3 separate regions of the Mus musculus genome follow, and regions 2 and 3 are each linked to region 1. A link is a contact called in public Hi-C and HiCAR-type data. All regions are on one chromosome and are shown on one strand. The core of a region is the stretch at or near the end of the contact, and the rest is flanking DNA. Distances in the headings are between cores, read along the strand shown.

What was found. A called contact is a pair of places that touch in the nucleus more often than the background predicts. HiCAR-type assays count read pairs that join an accessible place to other places.
Region 2: a contact with region 1 is called in a Hi-C map of cortical neurons, with 5 times the contacts expected there. The contact joins two enhancer-like sites. A contact is called at or near these places in 8 of 39 promoter capture datasets (the 3T3-L1 cell line, 3T3-L1-derived adipocytes, HPC-7-derived erythroid cells and 4 more), 3 of 15 datasets of contacts at CTCF or cohesin (embryonic stem cells, large pre-B cells and stem cell-derived epiblast-like cells), 143 of 484 Hi-C or Micro-C datasets (the AML12 cell line, B cells, the BV-2 cell line and 72 more), 11 of 115 datasets of contacts at active chromatin or transcription factors (Th17 cells, astrocytes, bone marrow-derived dendritic cells and 6 more) and 3 of 9 other capture datasets (adipose tissue, embryonic stem cells and liver).
Region 3: a HiCAR-type map of fibro-adipogenic progenitors shows a contact between it and region 1, with 7 times the contacts expected there. The contact joins two enhancer-like sites. A contact is called at or near these places in 1 of 484 Hi-C or Micro-C datasets (embryonic stem cells) and 1 of 115 datasets of contacts at active chromatin or transcription factors (fibro-adipogenic progenitors).

The regions. Positions count from the first base shown.
Region 1 is chr9:121,251,448-121,256,525 of GRCm38.p6, reverse strand. Ulk4 (unc-51-like kinase 4) reads left to right here. Exons shown (of 37, transcript NM_177589.3): 12 at 132-228; 13 at 1,305-1,409; 14 at 3,813-3,873. Among named protein-coding and RNA genes, the nearest start is that of Gm34735, 16 kb to the left of the region's middle. Within about 2 kb of position 2,340, at least 23 of the 459 cell types and tissues checked have an H3K27ac peak or open chromatin away from gene starts, as enhancers often do. A contact at or near this core is called in fibro-adipogenic progenitors, where this site is marked.
Region 2 is chr9:121,597,899-121,602,976 of GRCm38.p6, reverse strand. Lyzl4os (lysozyme-like 4, opposite strand) reads right to left here. Exons shown (of 4, transcript NR_040740.1): 2 at 3,924-4,043; 3 at 32-132. It also overlaps a transcript of Lyzl4 not described here. Among named protein-coding and RNA genes, the nearest start is that of Lyzl4os, 13 kb to the right of the region's middle. Within about 2 kb of position 2,101, at least 51 of the 459 cell types and tissues checked have an H3K27ac peak or open chromatin away from gene starts, as enhancers often do. A contact at or near this core is called in fibro-adipogenic progenitors, where this site is marked.
Region 3 is chr9:121,558,328-121,563,405 of GRCm38.p6, reverse strand. No RefSeq gene overlaps it. Among named protein-coding and RNA genes, the nearest start is that of Lyzl4, 26 kb to the left of the region's middle. Within about 2 kb of position 2,170, at least 7 of the 459 cell types and tissues checked have an H3K27ac peak or open chromatin away from gene starts, as enhancers often do. A contact at or near this core is called in fibro-adipogenic progenitors, where this site is marked.

The sequences.
Region 1 (5,078 bases), core at 1,091-3,590:
GTTTATACGCTGAGGACCTGTGCAAGAGGCGTGGAGCCCTTCCTCCCGGCTCCCCTCCACTCTCCCTGCTAGGAGACAGGGAACGGACAGGATCGCTTCTGCAGCCTGTTAAGTTGTTGTGTGTTTTCCAGTTCACGGCCCACTCCAAGGACTAGTGCCATGGTGGAATTAAATCCTGGTGAGGGTGAGGACCCCAGCTCACCTCAGAAGACTTCTCCCTTATCCAAGGTGAGCAGCCATGGGATTTATGACACATTAGAGACACTTGTGGAGAAAATTATCAGTTGATGTGTGAACCCTGCTGTGAGGATGGCATTGACCATGGTGTGAACCCTGATCAATGCTGGTTTTCCTAGCAAGCACAAGGCCCTGGTTGTTGCTTAGAGGTAGGCTTTCAGTGGTGATTATATTGAGGTATAATGGACATGAAATACAATTTACCCATTTAAAGTAGATGTTTCATGGGCTTTAATGGGATTCACAGGCTGTGTGACTGTTATTCCAGCCAATCAGAGAGCTGTTTTTATTATCCTGTAAAAAAACACTGTAACTGTTTGCTGTCACACTTGGCCTTCTCCACGTCCCTACTCTAGTCCATGGGTCTTCCTAGATAGCCTGTTTTACACATTTCATGTAAATAGAATTACAGAATATGTAGTCATTAATCATTGCATTACAGTTTGTGTGTATGCATAATGTGTGTGTACCCCCACTGACACAAAGCAATATGTGTGTGCATGTTTAATTCTTTAGAAGCAAGGCAGCATGCTAGCCAGAACTTTTAAAATCCAAGAATTTAATTTCATGAGGAAGATAGAAGTAGTTGCATGTTTTGTGGATAAAAGATGGGGCAAGGCTCATCTTAAGAAACAAGACCAAGCCAAACCCTGGACAGTGCTAAGTCACCTTTACCTCACAGTGTGGGAGGATAGCAGTGTGATCCTGGTTGGCCTAGTGGTGAGAACTGTTAGTGTGATTGACCAGGCAGCAGTGAGAACTGTTGGTGTGACCAGTCAGTGGTGAGAACTGTTGGTGTGACCAGTCAGTGGTGAGAACTGTTGGTGTGACCAGTCAGTGGTGAGAACTGTTGGTATGACCAGTCAGTGGTGAGAACTGTTGGTGTGACCAGTCAATGGTGAGAACTGTTGGTGTGACCAGGCACACACAGTTCAGTATTTATGTGAAGACCCATCAGGCTGACGGTACGTTCATCACACTTGAAGTTCATTGACACAGGCATCCAGGACCACTGATCTGTTGCTCTCCTTTGTAAATGTGAAGTGTGACTTTTGCTCTTGTTCCAGATGACAAGCGGGCACCTGAGCCAGGGGGCCCTGGAGTCCCAGATGAGAGAGCTGATCTACACGGACTCGGATCTTGTGATCACCCCAATTATAGACAATCCGAAGGTGCAGAGGGACACCCACTGCGTGGGGGAGGGGAGGTCAGCGCATTCTCTGCCTCACTGTGTCTCCTCTCCTCGGCTGCTTGGCCTGTGTGCCTCATTGCCACAGGCCATAGCCCTTCTCTTCCCTTCACTTACACGTCAGTGCAGTGGGTACGCTTCATCCTGCTTGATCTCACTTGTTGCACGCCGTGGAGGTCCACCAACCTCTAGACCCCAGGCCTCAACTCCCACTCCCATCCTGATTCCAGCTGTGCTTACAAAGCGCAGGGCTCAGTGACGGGGAAGGACGGGCTGGTCACACAGAGCCAGTCTCTTGCATGGTGTCCAGACTGATGTGGAGGACAGTGTGACCCTCCTCCTCTTCCTCCTCCTCCTCCTTCTTCTTTCTTCTTCTTCTTTTAAAAGATTTATTTCTAGCCGGGCGTGGTGGCACACACCTTTAATCCCAGCACTCAGGAGGCAGAGGCAGGCAGATTTCTGAGCTCGAGGCCAGCCTGGTCTACAAAGTGAGTTCCAGGACAGCCAGGGCGATACAGAGAAACCCTATCTCAAAAAACAAAAAACAAAACCAACCAACCAAACAAACAAAAGAAGATTTATTTATTTATTTTATGTATTTATTTTCTGACACACCAGAAGAAGGAATCACATTCCATTATGGATGGTTGTGAGCCACCATGTGGTTGCTGGGAATTGAACTCAGGACCTCTAGAGGAACAGTCAGTGCTCTTAACCACAGAGCCATCTCTCCAGCCCCCTTTGTTTTAGTCTTCCAGCTTTGTATTTTTAAAAATCTTTTCCACATTCATCTGTGGCAGTTTCCCCTGCTCTCATCTGGGAACGTGCTGATTTCCTAGACAGGCAGTCTTTGCCTTACATGACCATCTCCTATAAAGGACTGAGTCTTTCCATGAGTCAGAGTCTGGCAGAGAGACTGGATTGTGCTAGGCTTCATGGGTAATGCAGTGTTGTCCCCATGGGCTTTGTAGAGCAGCATGTGATTCCATTGGTTGGAGTCTCGTCCTTTATTTCCTTACTTAAGGTTACTGGAAAACTTTAGCAAGCAGAAATTTTGGTTTTTAAACTATTTTTATCTAAGCAATTGTCAGTTATATTTTTAAAACAAGTTTTAGATTCAGGAAAAGGCTTGAGGTTAGAGAAAGCCTTGCTTGCCTTTGCTCTGCCTGGCCTGATGTGGTCGCCATAGGCTCAGGGTGGCAGGCCAAAGACTTAGTGACCCCAGTCTCCACTGACTCCACCCACTGACTCTCTGATGTCTTTATTTCTGCTCAAGGCCCACATCACACTTGCAAACCCCCCCCCCCCCATCCGTCTACTGTACTCTGTCCCTGGCTGTCATGGCCTGTGACACTTCGTGACTGTAGCCCTTTGCTGAGTGACCATCAGGTGTTTTGTGGAGTGTCTTTAGTTTAGATTTTTGCAAGGATTTAGAGCATCAGATTTGAGTAAGAACTTTTGTTTTGTTCATTTTGTCATTTTGTCAAGAATGCTGTCTGTCTGTGAGGGCTAAAGACAGCAACACACAGTTCTGCAGACATTAGACACAGGGGTGGCTAATCACCTCTGGAGGCGAGGGGCCCATGCTCTAAACTCCTAGACCAGCCACTGGTTTCTTCATCACAGGATTTCTTAGATGAAGTGCAGGTGCGTGATGAAGTATATATGTGTTAGTGCCCTCAGCAATAGCCATTCCCTTCTCAAAGACAGCCATCAAGGCCCTCCTGTCTTTCTTCACTGCCCATGCCACATCAAGACCTCAGCCCGCCTTCCACCCCCACTGACACTGTCCACACCACACCACACTAGTCTAACAACTTGCTTCTTTATTATTTTTAAGAAGTTTCTCTCTGTGAAGATCTGTCTATAATTTTGTCCTGCCTGTTTCTAATTGTTAAATACTAAAGATTTTATTGTTTAACAGGTGTTTGTCTTGTTTTCCCAGTCAGATGTCAATGTCTGACAGTAGAGTCATGTGTTTAATGGCTTGGCTCCTCCTCAGCTCAGTGGCTCACTGTGGCAGGACCTGAGCACTCTGTGAGGCTCTGTCTTACTGAAGATATTGGTGGAAATGGATTTTAAAAGGAAACACTCTATCTATATTTATATCTTTGAATCTCACATGGCACCATTGAATTATTTTTGTTTGCTGGTGCTTTGAGACAGGGTCTTGCTCTGCAGCCTAGGTGAACCCTTAGCTCTCCTGCCTGTACCTCCCAGGGCTGGGACCACAGGGTTATGCCCTACACCCAGCCTGAATCCTTTTGATGACAGACCAGAGGGTTAAGTGTCAGATGGTTCTTTTCTGACTTTGTTGGTCTGTGTTTGGATACAGGGACAGCTATTGAGTTTAAAAGGTTTCTCAAAAGTGGCTTTCCTACCACAGATAATGAAACAACCTGCAATCAAGTTTGATCCAAAAATCTTGCACCTACCAGCATATTCTGGTAAGTCACAGACCCATCGAACACGCAGGCCTTTGTACACAGATTGCATATGAACCTTCTTTACTTACATTAGCTGCTTGGTTTGTGAGAGGAATAGCTAATGACCTGTTTTCTTGTTAATGCTTTCGGCCCACCTCCTGCACACCAGGGGTCAACTGCAGATGTCTCTGTCCTTGCCAGCTTTTGATTTTCCTCTGGGCTGATGTCTTTTTGTGGGTGGGGAAGCCTCTGGGGTGCTGGGCCTGTTTTCTTGCTGAGTGAATGGAGAGTCTCTGCCCTTCCCTGGTAAAGCCAGCGAGATGTCAGTCTTGCATGTTGCTGCTGTGAGTGCCAACAGTCCAAAGGTTTGGGATTGTGTTAGGAGGACCAGGACAGTGGAGAGCGAAGTTGGGTGGCTCACCCCTGTGGGGATGTGATTCCCCTCATGGGGATGGTGTCTGAGAAGAGATAGCTAATGGCTGCTGATCATTACCCTTCAGCCCATGAAAGTCTTTCCTGGAGTGAACCTCAGGAATTTTGCTGTTCATCTTTTTAGTGGGCCAGTTCTCCTCTGTGGCTAGGTCACTCGGTGATTGGGACTAAATTAGAGATAACAAAACGGATGCACAGTTAAGAAGACACTGACTTACATGAGTGCAGGCCAAGCTCATACATGGATACAAGCTAAGAGCAAAGCCTCCAAGAGGGACGCTTCTGAGGGACCAAAGTGACAGAGTCATAGTGTGGCTAGTATCGAGAACCCTTACCCGTGAAACCCAGGAAATCACTCAGTCCTTCCCCTGAGAGTTAGAGAACAGTTGCAGTTTTTATAAACGAGTCTGTCTATGGATAGAGATAAGGTAAGATCTGTGCTGTTAGACGCCATTTCTGGCGTTTGTCGTGTGGTTAGATGCCACTTCTGCCGTTTGTCCTGCAGTTAGATGCCATTTCTGGCATTTGTCGTGCGGTTAGACGCCATTTTTGATGTCTTTGGTTTGTGCGGGAAGCTGGAGGCTGGAGTTCCAGGTTTTGCCAGCCACCCTACCGACCTGGATGTGTCTAACAGTCATTTTACCAGACTTGTAAAAGTGTGTGTAGATGTGAGTGGATGTAGCTGTATGTGGTTGGATCTGTACACATGCAAGTGTGAGCATGTGTGTCAGAGCATGGCCCCAGTGTTATCCTTAGACACACTGTCTATCTCTTCAGAGGGAGGTCCCTTGATC
Region 2 (5,078 bases), core at 852-3,351, 350 kb before region 1:
TCACATCCAGGCTGGAGTTCCATTTACTCACCTGGCCAGGCCTGGGCCCTCCAGGTCCAGAGGTGGACCTGGGCTACTCTCAGCTCTTCCCAGAGCTCCTCATGTAAGCAGCTGGACATCTGCATACTGCCTCTGGGAGTGAGAAATGCAAAGCCACACTTTACAAAATGATCCTGCAATTACATAGGAAGTTGAATGTCTCTGTGCCCCACTACTCAGGTCTATCTGCCCTGAGGTTCTAATTGGGGTTCAACCAAGAGTGTTGGAAAGCAATGAGCAGAACACAAGAGCAGCCTGAACCTGGAGATGGTGCAGATGCCTCTCAGTATATGAACGGATCTGCAAACTGTGGTTTAGCAGCAACAGGCAACAGGCTGCGGGTGCTGGGGCAGAATGCCAAGGGAGATGACATTTTGTTTCTAATTCTTTGAAGTCCTAAAACATGAAAGCCCAACCTCTGTGATAGAATCCACACAGTGGGGCCACTGGGTAAAGGCCTGGCCACCAGGCCTGACAGCACTGGTTCAATCCCCAGACACACATGGTGGAGGGGGAGAACCAGCTCTTTTAAGCTGTCCCTGATCTCCAGGTGTGGGCCTTGGTTTACCCGTGGTCCTACTCACAGTAAGTAAATGTAATAAAACATTAAGGATAAAAAAAGAAGTCATGTGGAGGTTGCTTCAGAGTTGGGGGAGGGGTGGGAAGAGACCTTGCAACTTTGTGTGTGTGTGTATATGTGTGTGTGTGTGTGTGTGTGTGTGTGTGTGAGAGAGAGAGAGAGAGAGAGAGAGAGAGAGAGAGAGAGAGAGAGAGGATTTTACTGTGTAAATCAGACTGGCCTCAGACTTAAGATCCTCCCTCCCTCCTTTTTAAAGACAGGGTCTCATGTAGCCCAGCATGACTCCAAACTTTCTACCTAGCTAAGGATGACTTTGAGCCTCCCCTCCCCCAACCCTCAACCTCCTCGCTCAGATGCTGGTTGACAGACTTGAGTCATCACACCTGATTTTACTCCACGCAAGGGATCAAACCCAGGTGTTCTGTGTATGCTAGGCAAGCAGTCTACCAACGTAGCCACATCCCAGTCCCTCATGTCAGCTTTGTGAGGAATCCTTGGGAAGCCATTCTGATTCTTTGCTGATTCTACCCATGACAAGCCCAGTGAAAGGATCTGGGGTGCAGGGAATCTACGAGAAGCTTCCTGCAATGCTGAGGCACTCTGCAATGGACTCTCGAGCTGCCACATCAGCTGTGCCGGCTCGCCAACAAATTCAAAATCTATGTGTCTCAGCCACCAATTGGGATTTTCTATTACCTACAGATACTTGGCAAGTACAGCCCAGGGATTCCTCGTACTAACTCAGTGCTTGCTTAGCACGCATGGAACACCTGGGTTTGATTCCCTGCATTGGATAAGACTAGTCAGGGCACAGACCTGTAACAGTGCTCAGTTGGTAGACTCAGGAGGATCAACTATTAAAACCATCCTTGGCTACATGGCAAGTTAGAGGCCAGCCTAGGCTTGAGACACTGGCAACATAAAATAAGTTAATTCAAAAGCCGGGTCAAGCTTTGGCTCCTGGTCCTGTTCAGATTCCCTGCAGGGTTTCTCAGCTGTTGGAGCTGAGCTGTGTCCTCAGACACAGAAGGAAACGTCCCATCAGGTCTCAGCATGTTCCTCAGCTGCCAAGGGGGGTGGGGGAGGGTGGGGGTGTTCTGTTACATCTCCAACACTTGTCCTTCCTGCTCCAGCTTGTTTCCATGGCCACTGGGCATTGCTTGTCGCTGCTGTCAGATTGCAAAGGACAGGGGAACCTGGGCCATTTACAGCTTCCTCCCCCATCCTCTGCCAGAAAATTGGCTTCCCGGAGGGGGGCTGTCATTGTGTCAGCTCCACCTGTTGATGCCAAGTGTGGGTGTTGGAGAATCCCAGTCTGTCTTCCAATGCTGGTGGATCAGCCCTGAGATGTGGGGAAGGCTCTGACGCTTGCCTGCTTCAGCCATCTCACTTCTGAGAGATTTCGCTGCAATGTGCCCTTGTCTTCCTAAGGGAGGAGCTACTGACTTGGAAGTCACAGCCTGACATGTGCAGATGAGGTCAGGGGGCTGAAGAGACCCAAGTATGCCTTAACCTCTGAGGTATCCTGCCTGGAGCCTGTGAAGCAAGGGAGATAGCGTGTAATTCTGGCAAGTGTTTCTCCTCAGCCATCAGGCTAAATATGTACCCGTTTGTGCAAACCACGGGTCTCAGTCACGAAAGGATGTGAAGGACTGAAAGAAGAGAAGCGTCCCACACTTGGCAAACTTGCAACGAATTTGCACTTCCTGATTCAAAGTCTCTGACATTTTTGGAAAATCCAAATTTAATCAAGGCGTTTTAAAAGATCTAAACTGAATCAGAGAGACTTGAGGGCCATTAGCATAAATCTCAACTAGATCGCATACATTTTCCTGGGAGGATCGGCTTTCACCAGAGGCAAAGGAAGACTCATTTTCACAGAGCTGGGGAAGGGGACAAGTTTAAAGTCACATGATTCAGACAGGGAAGGAAGGTGACACTCTGGGTGCCATAGCCATCTCGACGTGGAGCTCACAGTCTGGAGTGGATTTTAACACATGGTATGAGAGCCTTGAGGACTGTGAGCACAAAGCAAACCTTATTTAAAAGCCAAGTGAGCAGCGTAGGAAAGCCGGCTGCTTGTTTCTCAGAAACCAGTGGCTGCCTGAGCCCTGCCATGTTTGTCTGCTTTGGCTGCAGTTCTCCTCTGACTTGGCTGGTGTTCACTATTCTCCCCCAAGCTGAGTATGCTCAGACTGGTACCTGGTCTCTGCTGTGTACTGGTTGAGGCTGTGGAAGACATACCTTCATTACCGGACATTCACTGTTCTTAGGTTTGGGGAGAGAGAGGAGTAGCTAGCAGAGAGAGGAGGTCCCGGTTCACTGTTCAGCTAAGAGCTTTATGAACACCCCACACCTCAGGGCGTGGACCTGTTTATCAGGGCGCTCTTCTGTCTCTGCCTCCAGTCTTGCTGTAAAAATGCTGGGATTATAGGGGTGTGTTACCATGTATGGCTTTTAGTGGGTTCTAGGAATCCGAATTCAGGTCTTCATGCTTTCAGAACAACCCCATTTTTCACTGATCCACCTCCTTAACCCTCTAGGAATCTACTCTTACAGATCGCCAAGGGAGGTGGGTGTCCTATAAGGGAGAGAAGCAGGCTTAGTGATCACCTGACCCATGCCACGTGACTGACCACCTGACCCTGTGCTGCATGACTGCAGTCAGGCTGCCTGCAGTCCCCAGGAGGTAGGGGTGGGTGGTGGTGGTGAGGACTTGGCAGTTCATTAAAACTATGAGCCGGAAGAGTTTCAGGAGCTGGGTGATCGTCAGCTCTCCACAGCAGCGTCTGACACTGTTATAAGAGATGGTTTCCCGTGTCCCTGACATGGGCTCAGACATGTAACTTCACCACAACCCTGCACAGTGGGGTACAGGCTGTTCAGATCTTGACCTCCCTCACTGACTTCTGGCTTTCTAGTCCTTTAACTTAGTATCAACGACAGTTTCTGTGTTTAAGGAGAGTCCCTAGGCTGGCAGATGGGGTCGAGCTGTCTTTGGGATCAAGGTTTCTGGCTGGAACTGAGAGTTCTTCCCTGTTTTTCCTGTTACCCACACCTGGTGCCTAGAAGCCCTACCCCACTCCCTCCCTATCTCTCCCACCCTCCCTTTACTCCCATACCATTTATGTATACATGTGTGTGTATTTAGCAGTGCTGGGGATTGAACCCAGGACTTTGCAAATGCTGGGCTACTGATCTATCACTGAGCTGTATATAGCCCCAGTCATATTTTATTTTATTTTATTTTATTTTATTTTACTTTATTTTTGAGACAGAGTCACACTACATTGACCAAACTGACCTTGGACTCTCTGTCCTCTTGTGCCAGGTGTGTGGGATGGCAGGTCTGTCCAGCAGCCTGGCTAGTATCCCATAAACCCACAAAGATGGGTCTTGTGGGCTTGTCTAATATGCTCAGGGCCTGTAGGGAGGAAAAGTAAGTAAGTAGGCTTTAAAGGGGAGGTTTAATTAACTCACAGTCCCTAGGAAGGGCTATTTCCAAAGCGTCCTCTGCTCTGCAGAGTTTATGATTCTTTTATCCCTGCATGTGCCCATGCACACATACACATACATGCATGCACACACATATACACCTGCACAAAATGTAAACATGTGTGCTTGCACACACATGTGCCCAAACACACCTGCAAAACACATAAATACATGTGCTTGCACACACATGCACATACATGTGCACACAAACATATGCTGGAACACACAGACATACAAACACATGTAAGAACATGCATGCATTCACATGTGCACTCATACATACATGCACATACTCAGGTGTTTGATGTTCCTACATCCAGAACCTTCAGCATGTCTCCAGTTGTGATCACAGCTGTACTGAGCTCTGGCTGGACTGGGTTTCAGCACGACATTTCATGATAAATTTATCAAAGCCACAGAAGCTGTTTCTTTATAAATAACCCTGGCACTTGAGATCCTTCATTTTTTGCTAATAATCTGTTGGCTGCAGTTAGTGTCTGCAATAAGTGGAGGACTCCGTCCACATCACTGAGCCCAGGCCCTGGTCATGAGTTCTTACTCATTTCCTCTGAGTCCTGATTCATCTTGAAGTGTAGGAGGCTTTTCCCATTGTGAAACCCTCACACAAAGTAGCAGAGAGAGAGAGACAGACAGACACAGAGAGAGAGACAGAGAGAGAAAGAGAGACAGAGAGACAGAGAGACAGAGAGCCAGGACTCAATAATTCAATTTCTTCCTTTCTCCCTCTTTCTTTGACAGGGCCTTGTCCCATGGCCTGGGGTGCTCCCACCCCACCTCAGTTAATTCTCTCTGGACACCTAAAGGTGTTCATCACTAATACTATGGGTGCTTTTAAATCTGATTACATGACAGTGAAGACTGACCTCACATGTAATACAGTGTTTTCATAATGGCTAGTGCCAACCTGACAGGCTCTAGATCACCTAGGAGACCAGCTTCTGGG
Region 3 (5,078 bases), core at 921-3,420, 310 kb before region 1:
ACAACAAAGTACATTTAGACCAGAGTTTAACTCCCAGAACCAAGTAAAAAGTGTGTGGCTGTGCACACTTGCAATCCCAGCGTGGAGGAGGCAGGCACAGGCAATGCTGGGGCTTGCTGGCCAGTCAGCCTGGTCTACCTGATAAGCTCCTGCCTAGTGAGAGACCCTGTCTGAGAAAACAAGGTGGAGGCTGGAGAGATTGCTCAGTGATTAGGAGCAGCCATTGACTTGAGATCAATTCCCAGAACCTATGTCCAGCAGTTCCCAAGAGCCTGTAACTATAGCTCCAGGGGATCTGACATCCTCTCCTATCCTCCACAGTAACTGTAACAATAACTACACACACACACACACACACACACACACACACACACACAATTTAAAAAGAAAACCCTATACATGTATGCACCTGAACACGTATGAACACACATGTGCATGCACACACAAACACATCAGGAAGATACCTGATGTTGACCTCTGGCCTTCCCACAGGCATGTACATGAACACACACACACATATATGCACACACAGAGGCACACACATGCATACACACACAGACACACACACACACCTGGAAATAATCTGTCCAATAAACACACTATGGCTAACACAATCTCTGAGATCAAAGCAACTCCTCAGCAGCCCCCAGCACACCTCCATGCCATTCTGCTCTGCCTCTTGGGCATGGGTGCTTGCCACCAGCCTGCCCTGGGATGTTGCCATACAGCTTCAGGCTCCTCTAGCCCTTCACCACCTCATTTGCATTCCTAACACAATTGCAAGGCATGATACACAGGGAGCCGTGGCTGAAAACTCCCAAGATTTATGCTAGCCCATAGTTCTGGAGGTTGGGGGCATTTTTAATACATCCTTACTGTCACCGAACAATTCAATACACCATTGTCTAGGCAACCGAATTCTGCTCAATTAGATTTTAAAACTAATATTGGAAAGAACTTTCCCCTTCCTCTCCAGTGATATTAGGTAAGGAAGACCTGATTGAGAGCAAAGCTTGCTGATGTTTCATGGAGCTTCAAGTCAGATTCTCTCTCTTGTAGCAGTTCCATGTCCTGCCTTTTGTGGTGTGTGTGCTGTGTGTGCCTGTGCCTGTGCTGTGTGTGTGTGTGCCTGTGCCTGTGTTGTGTGTGTGTGTGTGCCTGTGCTGTGGTGTGTGTGTATGTACATGTGCCTGTGTGTGTATGTGTGCAGGTGCATGCAGGTACATGTGTGTGTGTGTGTGCATGTGTGCACGTGTGTGTGTTCATCTGCGTGCATATGTGTGTTCATGTGCATGCCTATGGGAAGGCCAGAGGTCAACATCAAGCATCTTCCTCGGCTGCTTTCCTCCTCCTTACTTTTGAGACAGGGTCTCTCACTGAACTCAGAATTCAGGTTATCAGCCAGACAAGTGAATGAGCTTAGTTAGGGTCCTGTCTACCCTCTCTCACCCTCTGTACCTCCTCCTGGTTCTGGGGCTACAGGTATGTACCCTGTTCCCAGGTTTTTCATGAATGTTAGATATCTGAACTCAATTCCTCATGCTTGCCAGGCAGCAAATTTCTGAGCCATCTCTCAAGCCCACTGGACACTCCCTGAAACTGCTCATGGGAAGATGCCACAGCCACAGAGGGAAGGACCCACAGCCACAGTGGGAAGAGCCACGGACACAGAGGGAAGAGCCATGGCCACAGAGGGAAGATCCACAGCCACAGAGGGATGAGCCATGGCCACAGAGGGAAGAGCCATGGCCACTGTGGGAAGAGCCACAGCCACAGAGGGAAGAGCCACAGCCACAGTGGGAAGAGCCACAGCCCAGAGGGAAGAGCCACAGCCACAGAGGGAAGAGCCACAGCCACAGTGGGAAGAGCCACAGCCACAGTGGGAAGAGCCTACATCCATAGTAGGGCAGGTCCAGAGCCACAAAGAAGGGCCCACAGCCATAGTGGGATTGGGTATGAATTTTACAAAGGAAAATATTATTTCTTTCCCAACTGGTCTGGCTCTCAAATGTGAAAGCTCAGAAAGTCTATCTTCGAAATCCCAGAAGTTACTTGATGCTTGACATCACATAACCTGTGAGAAGGGGCTGAGAACAAGCCAGAAGGAAGTTGAGTCATTCTGGACATCTTGGAGGTTCTAGTCAGCCAGACACTCTCATCTCACTTCCAGAGGCTCCCACAGCAACAGACTAAGCACGAGCTTGGATGCTGGCTCTTACTGTGCAGTGTAGAGTTTGATGGCGTCCAGCTTCCCACAGGCAGGGGCACAGGCAGCCTCTGCCTCTACCCCTTTAGGGGTTAATTTGTTTGTAGCCCAGGGCTTGTTCTTGGGTCTACTCTTTGAGCCCTGTCATGAGCAGATTTCATGACTTAAATTTCAGGAGTTTTTAGTTCCTTTCCACACTCTTGGGGGCTCATTTAATCACCCCTGTGTGGTTAGAAAGTTGATTGTGGCTGAACTTCGGGTGGGAAAGAGAAGAGTCAGGTTGGCTCAGGTTGTGGGTGAGAGCTGGATCGAGATATTGTAATGACAACATTCACTCCTGACTGAGTTTTCCGCTCAACCTCCAGGCCCTGCCCTCATTAAATCTTTCCAACAATCCAGTGAGGAAAGCATTCGCGTGTCTCCCAGTTGGCTCAGTGGAGAGTGTGATCAGTGTGTTTTGTCTAATTGGTCTTAATTGGCCGAGTTTTTTTTTTTTTTTTTTTTTTTTTTTTTTTTTTTGTTCTGTCTTTATAACAGTGCTGAATAAGAACATTCGCTCGTGGCTGCATAAGGTGCTGAGGAAAAGTGACAGCTGAGGACTCAGCCCTAAGTAATACACTTACATCATCCCTTCAGGGCTCAGGGAACATTCTGGAAGAGGGAGCAGAAAGAATGTAAGAACTAGAATGCTGGGAGATGGGTTGTGAATGTCATAGTGATCGTGACCTTCCCTGGGTCTGTGTCAGATCGGGCCTGTCCACTGCTGGGGCTCAGGCAACTAACCAGTATTATGTACAAGTGTGAATATGTCCAAGATCTAACGTAATAAAAAATAAAACTTGTAAATGCAAAAGAAAGCATCCAATGCCTTTGCTCACACTTCTATCGTTGCTGATGGAGGGAGGAGAAGCTGAAGACCCAGCATGCTTCTGTGAGCATCCACAGTTCACTTCCCTGCTTCCAAAGGTTGTGTGTGTGGGAGATCATGTTACATGGCACAACCTCATGACTGTGATGCCGACCCTACAACCCTGCTCGAATCTCACTGGCTCCTGAAGCTCCTTGTCTCTACCCACACATCTCCATTTCTCACGCTCCAATCTCTGGCCATAAGAGAGACAGGGAGACAGTTGCACATTCTATAAAAGCCTGCTGTGGAGACTCAGGAAGCTGGAAAACAAAACCAGAATCTACAAGGATCACATGGACTCCTCATTTGACAGACTGGCTTTTGGCCCTCAAGGCAAAGCAGCCTTTTGGTGTGGCTTTTGGTACCTATGTTGTCAGTGGGTACCCCTGTACCTACTCTGCAGATGAAGAAACTGAAGAAGCTGCCTGAGGTTACAATAACAAGCCAGAGACACACAATCTGAGGTTACAATAACAAGCCAGAGACGCACAATCTGAGGTTACAATAACAAGCCAGAGACACACAATCTGAGGTTATAATAACAAGCCAGAGACGCACAATCTGAGGTTACAATAACAAGCCAGAGACACACAATCTGAGGTTACAATAACAAGCCAGAGACACACAATCTGAGGTTACAATAACAAGCCAGAGACACACAATCTGAGGTTACAATAACAAGCCAGAGACACACAATCTGAGGTTACAATAACAAGTCAGAGATGCACAATCTGAGGTTACAACAACAAGCTGGAGATGCACAATGTTTTTGCTTGGCTTGAGACTCTGTTTCACTTTCAGCCCAGACTGGCCTAAGATTTAAAAACTTACAGGTTGGTCTCAAACTCACAATGATCCTCCTGCCTCAGCCTCCATCCCATGTGCTGGGATTCCAGGTGAGCAGTGCTTTACTGGATTTAGATAAAAGATTTTAAAAACTTTCTTATGCACATGCATATGTGTGTGTGTGTGTGTGTGTGTGTGTGTGTGTGTGTGTGTGTGTGTGTGAGTACAGGTGCCACTGGGGCCAGAAGAGGGAGTCAGGTCCCTGGAGACAGAGTTGCAGGTGGATGTGAACTGTCTGAGGTGGGTGCTGGGAACTGGGCTCAGGTCTTCTGCAAGAGCAGCATGCACTCTTGACCACTGAGCCATCCTTCCAGTCTGAATCGTTTTTTTTTTTTTTTTTTTTTTTTGTTACTTGCATACTAACAGGAGCATCTCCTGTATAGACTGGGGACATGACCACTCCAAGGTACGCTTAAGGGGAAGGTTTGTATTGTAGATGCAAGGGAGAGAACAGCCAGAGGCATCTGGGAGAGTTCAGAGCAGACAGAGAATGTAGTAGACAGAACATGGCCAGAGGCTTGGACCTGAGAGGCAGAAAGAGGGACAGAGAAAGTGTGGACAGAGGAGACAGAGAGAGCATGAGAGAGAGAACTAAGAATGGTGAAGGAGAGAGAGAGAGAAAACAAAATAGCAGGCTTATAAGGAGAATGAGTAGTCAAGAGAGGGTAGCCTGTGAGCTGGGGAAGTTTAAGGAAGGGCAGGCCAGGACCAGCATGAGCTCTAAAATGTGTAGCAGGTACTTGTGTTACCGAGGGAGCCTGGAGGCCAGCATGTGCTTTGGTGTGCTTATAGGCAACGGCAGGTAAGCTTTTGTCCCTTCTGCCAGTGAACAGCTCCCTTTGGTAGAGAGGAACCCATGTCACAAGTCTCTGAGGAGTGCTGACTTTTGTCTAACTGCCAGAATTTGGTGAAGTGGGGTTTCCTTTGGCCCTGACATCTCCCAGCTCCTCCACTGGGAGGGGCATGTTGCGTACCTCCCCCACTCCCTTGGGAATGTTGAAGGGATGTTGTGTAGGTGTCCATAGCTGCCTGTTCATGATCGCCACCACCATACTCTGTCCAGATGGCAGCATCTCACAGGGCTCCTTCCCAGCCCGAGGCTCTTACATTCCTTCC